Regions from separate parts of the Mus musculus genome. Here region 2 is linked to region 1. A link is a contact called in public promoter capture Hi-C data. All regions are on one chromosome and are shown on one strand. The core of a region is the stretch at or near the end of the contact, and the rest is flanking DNA. Distances in the headings are between cores, read along the strand shown. Region 1 holds the start of Qrfp (pyroglutamylated RFamide peptide). Region 2 has its middle 18 kb from the start of Lamc3.

Region 1 (2,655 bases), core at 95-2,594:
CCTTGACAAGGCCCATCCTGCTCGATGACATCAGAAACACCCTCAACTCCAGACTCCACGCTGGCCTGGACAGCAGCTGCTGGCAAGGTCCCCCATCATGGCGGACAGTAGCTGAAGACACTGGGGCTCAAGGATCAGAGGGACAGATGCAGGCAGGAACCCAGGAGTGTGCCTGAAAAGCGCTTTGGGAGTCTGCCCAGCCCTCAGAGCCAAGTGTTTGATTAAAGCAAATGTCTGAGCTGGCCTCCCAGCCCCATAGTCACAGCACGGCAGGTGGGAGCCCAGTGTGAACTGAGGAACTGAGTGGGCCACAGGGGAAGGGTCCCACCCTACCATGCAGTTGCTGAATCCAGGGTGTGTGGGTGGGGCATTGTCATTAGTCACCGGAAGAACTGCACTGAGTAGTGGCCCTGGAATGGGCAGTGACCACACCTTGGCCAGAGCACCCGTGGTCAGCATCCAGAGGGAGTCTGGTAAAAGGAGGAGGCTATGGAGATGAGGTATCTACAGCCCCTGCAGACACACACTCACTGCGGTGGTGCCGGCCGGTAAGAACAGCACCCAGCCGTGGACTCAGCGGAAGAGAAGTCATGGTGTGTGGTTAGGGGTGGTGGTGACAGACAACCCTGTCCTTCCTGAGGGTGCCAGTGTGGGAGGAAGGCCTCATTACCTGCCCTACACCTTTGCCAAGTCTACACCTAGCTAACTCGATGCCTTATCTCCCAGCCACCTTGACAGCCACTGGGGAGGTAGGTATGATCATACTCCGCCATTTAGAAGGGCAGGCCCTGTGGCTTTATGTCTGGATGGGCAGCCAACTCTGGAAAGTATGACCAGCCATGAGGCCGCATGGTGAGAGAGACAGAACATACCACTGTTGTCACAGACTGAGTGTGTTGCTGGAGCTGTCGCCCGAGAGGGACCTGCTTAGCCATGAGTTCTAAACCTTGAACCCCTCAGAACCAAGAATTCCTGCCCAGTTTCATGTCTCCCGAGGCTCCTAAGGAGGGGTATATCATATACCAGAACACCTCATCTGCCTACAGAAGGGACTGGGTGTCCATGACCCTCCAAGCCCTCTCAGCAGTGAGGATGCTGCCTCTGTAAGCCCACCGTCTCTGGAGGGAGACCAAGGCAGGGCCACCATCAGGGTTCTCAAGAGTGGGCCTCCATGTCTCCACCGGGAACCTCCAGTGTCTGAGCCCGCGGTTGACCCGTGATGATGCTCTCTGTGCTGCAAGGGTGGCGCCCGCCACTCTTCATCAGACCACATCCTGTTTGCGTTGTCTCTTTGTCCTTTGGCCCACGGTGCCCCTTCCTTCACCACCAGCAGCCCCAAAGGAATCCTGGGGCTAGGAATGCATAGCAATCAGGCAGGCTGGGGCTCGCCTCTCCAGGGAGCTTTATAAAGCGGGGGAACCCCAGAGCCATGCCTGCTGGACCGGGACCTGAGCAGCTCTGCCTGACAACTGGGGTCCAGGGACTCACCTGCCCTTCTTAGAGCAGCCCTCAGCACAGTGAGTACAGCAAGGGACGGGAGGCCAGGCTCTCCAGGTGAGCTGGGTGCAGGCGGGTACAGCCAGCACCACGAGCCACACACCAGGAAGGGCGGGTGTGTGGGAGACCCGCAGCTTCATCCTCAGCTCAAGTTCCACCAGAGCCAGCCGGCCCTAGATGCCAGCCAGGAAGTATTAATCTCTGGGGATAAAGACCATTCCTGGTCCTCCCCTTCTATGGGGAGAAGGGAATGAGACTTGTCTGTCCCATGTGGGGGGCCCTGCCCTCTCCACCCGTGCCTGAGGAAGCCCCTTTAGCAGCAGCAGACTGGAGGCTACTCCAGGCCCTGGGGACTAGGGGGCTTAGCAAGCTGGATTTGGGTAGAAAGCAGGGCTGCTTTTGTTGTTGTTTTTGAAGCTTTCTGGCTGCGCTCACTTCTTTGAAATGTTTTCAAGGGAGCTGTTTCTGGAAAGAAGTCGTCCCCCCTGTCCCCCCCCCTCCCCCCTCCGTCCCCCGCCACTTCCAGCTTCAGGGGCTTCCTCAGAGGATGAGCCAGCTCGGCTCAGCTCACCCATGGTCACTGCAAACACAAGCATCCTCTGTGAGGGAAGGGAACAGTTCCCACCAAGGGATGTGGGGGGGGGGACCTCGAGACAATGAGACAGGTATGGGGGCACAGAGTAATGAGGCTACCTTGAATTCAGCTCTCTTTCTTATAAAGCTGTAGGACCTAGGGCAAACCCTGAGGCTCTCTGTGCCTGAGGTCCTAGGGGGGGTGGCCCCGGGGTTGGTGGGCTGGATGGCTATCATCAGGAAGCAATCATTTCCCTAGAGACTGGCACAGGGAGAAACCACACTGACATTAGAGCCCAGAGCTGTGTGGTGGGGCAGCGTTTGCTGTAGACAGACTTACTGTACAGAGAAACCCATTCACCAGAGCCTGTCCTGCCCAGTGGGAGCTCAGTGGGTGCTGGCTGTCCCCAGCCTTGCCTCTAGCTCCTCCCCAGGTAGGAGTTTGACTTACACAAGGGCCACCAGGCCCATTTCCCCCTCCCAAGAGCAACTTGTTCCTGAATTAGGGAGACAGTGGGGTTTCCCAGCAGAGCTGCTAGACCTATTCATTATCAAGTTGAAAACACGGCAGCTTCTCACTCTGCC
Region 2 (2,655 bases), core at 96-2,595, 58 kb before region 1:
CCGGAGTCTTTTTTGTTTTGTTTTGTTTTTTGTTTTTTGAGACAGGATTTCTCTGTATAGTCCTAGCTGTCCTGGAACTCACTTTGTAGACCAGGCTGGCCTTGAACTCAGAAATCTGCCTGCCTCTGCCTCCCAAGTGCTGGGATTAAAGGCGTGCACCACCACTGCCCGGCGGCTCCCTGGAGTCTTACAGGTATCTGATGCTGTCTTCTAGTTTGGCTGAAAACAGCAACAGTATACCCATATATATGAAATAAATAAGTAAATCTTAAAAAAAAAGTGTATAGAACAGCGGGTGTGAGTGCTGAGCAGGTGTGAGTGCTGAGCAGGTGTGAGTGTCCATCAGCAGGCGTGAGTGTCCATCAGCAGGTGTGAGCGTCCATCAGCAGGTGTGAGCGTCCATCAGCAGGTGTGAGCGTCCATCAGCAGGTGTGAGTGCCCATCAGCAGGTGTGAGTATCCATCAGCAGGTGTGAGTGCTGAGCAGGTGTGAGTGCTGAGCAGGTGTGAGTGTCCATCAGCAGGTGTGAGTGCTCCCCTGGTTTATGTGCTGAATGGGTACTTGTATTGAGCAGCAGCTGTGTGTTGAGTGACAGATTTAAGTACTGAGCAGGTTTGAGCACTGAGTAAGCCAGGTCCTGTGTTGCTCTGGGTTCACACCAGCCAGCAGTTTCCCCTCTGCTCTGCCTGTGGGTGCTAGGCCTGATTCTGTGCACTGTGTACTGACATACTAGCACTTACCAGCCTCACAGGAGTGGCCATCCACATGGCTGCACCTCACAACACCATGGAGACAGGAAGCAGCATGTCCATCAGTACTGAGGCTCTGACTGATTAAAGCGCTTGCCCAGACTCACAGCTCCAACCGAGCAGCCTGAGAGCTGTGGCAGACTGAGTGAACTAAGTAGGGTGTGAATGAATGGAGTAGGGTGTGAATAAATGGGGGGTATGGTGGACCCTTCTCCTTTGCTTTTGCTGTTGTTCAATTTGGGTTTTCCCTTTGTGGGTTTTTCCTTCTTTTCTTTTTTTCCTTTTCTTTCTTTCTTCCTTCCTTTCTTTTTCTTTTTTTTTAGATGAAGTCTCACTATTGTAGCCCAGGTTGGCCTGGAGATAGAGATCTTCCTGCCTCTGCCTTCCAAGCATGCAGACAGATGGGAGCTGCACAGTCCTTGTTAGAGCAGAGCAGATATCACTCCCCTCTCTTGTCCTTCCTCTTCCTCCCTCCCTTCCTCCCTCCCTCCCTCCGTCCCTCCCTCCCTTCCTCCTGTCTTCCTGCTCTCTCTTTCTAGGGCCTTAAATTCAAAGTCCACACATGTGAATTATCTACTACAGTGTCTGGCTCTAGTAAATTATTAATAAAGTTTTAAAAATGAGGTGTCGCTTCCTCCTCTGCTGCTCGCTCTTCCCTGGGTCTATACTGTGTCCCCAACCACCTGCTGATGGCATCCACAGATCTCCTGTCTTCTTCTTGCTGGGGCTGAGATGAGATTGGGGGTTCTCCGACCTGCCCTCCCAGGGCTGCAGTCACCCCCTCATGGCAGCCCAGCCGTTGGCTGCTCCTGGCCCCAAGGGGAGTTTCCTACAAGAGGCCATTAGCTCTCCACTCCCATTTTATCTGTGTCCTATGAGCTCGGTTCAGATTTGACCTCCCTGAGGTCAGCTGGCTCGGCATCCTGCTCCGCAGTGTCCAGGGCTGGCTCACCAGCGTTATTTGAGAAGACAGAAAAGTCCAGATTTCTGGATTCCTCACCAAAGCCTGGAATCCCATGAGCCTGTGCACAGTATTCCGTTATATAAGAACTGATGCTTCCTACTTTATGGCTACACTATATCACTTTAGTATTGTGACAAAACAGACATAAAGCCACCATTCTAGTCATTTTGTGGTACACGATACACTGGATGCGTTGACATTAGGAGCCTTCTGAGCACCCACAGACTTAACTGAGTACGTAGCTGGTGCCCCTCCCCCACGCTCAGTGTCTGGAAACTGCTGACCTCTCCCCATGGCTTGCAGGCTTTTGGACTCCTATTAAAGATTTATTTATTTTATGTATAAGAGTACACTGTCGCTGTCTTCAGACACACCAGAAGAGGGCATCGGATCTCATTACAGATGGTTGTGAGCCACCATGTGGTTGCTGGGGATTGAACTCAGGACCTCTGGAAGAGCAGCCAGTGCTCTTAACCACTGAGCCATCTCTCCAGCCCTGGGCATCTTCTATTAAAGGAATGGCTACATAGCCTTCCCAGTCTGGCTTCTTTCACTCAGCATGACTTGAGGCCCTGTCATAGTTTAGTGCATGTGACAGTTGGTTTTAATTATCAGTCCTACAAGCTCTAGAACAGCTGTTCTCAGCCCATGGGTCCTGACCCCTTCGGGAGGGTCACATATCAGATATCTTGCATATCAGCTATCTACATTACGATTCATAACAGAAGCAGAATTACAGTTATGAAGTAGCAACAACATAACTTTATGGTTGGGGGGTCACCACAACATGAGGAACTGTATTAAAGGGTCTCAACATTAGGAGGGAAGGCTGAGACCCACTGATCTAGAACCAGCAAGGACGAGAGCTTCCGTGAAGGATTGTCCAGGTGAGGGAACGTCTGTGGGCGGCTTGTCTGAGGAGGACAGACCCAGTCTGGATGG

Evidence for each region. Promoter capture Hi-C pulls out the DNA fragments that hold promoters and counts their contacts.
Region 2: a promoter capture Hi-C map of liver shows a contact between it and region 1, with 4 times the contacts expected there. The contact joins the enhancer-like site here to the promoter of Qrfp in region 1. A contact is called at or near these places in 12 of 39 promoter capture datasets (the 3T3-L1 cell line, the C10 cell line, embryonic stem cells and 7 more), 2 of 15 datasets of contacts at CTCF or cohesin (the NIH/3T3 cell line and large pre-B cells), 20 of 484 Hi-C or Micro-C datasets (B cells, CD4 T cells, CD8 T cells and 15 more), 4 of 115 datasets of contacts at active chromatin or transcription factors (T-cell acute lymphoblastic leukemia, embryonic stem cells and large pre-B cells) and 2 of 9 other capture datasets (adipose tissue and macrophages).

What each region holds. Positions count from the first base shown.
Region 1 is chr2:31,809,269-31,811,923 of GRCm38.p6, reverse strand. Qrfp (pyroglutamylated RFamide peptide) reads left to right here and starts at 1,344. Exons shown (of 2, transcript NM_183424.4): 1 at 1,344-1,517.
Region 2 is chr2:31,867,676-31,870,330 of GRCm38.p6, reverse strand. No RefSeq gene overlaps it. Among named protein-coding and RNA genes, the nearest start is that of Lamc3, 18 kb to the left of the region's middle. Within about 2 kb of position 1,345, at least 14 of the 459 cell types and tissues checked have an H3K27ac peak or open chromatin away from gene starts, as enhancers often do. A contact at or near this core is called in liver, where this site is marked.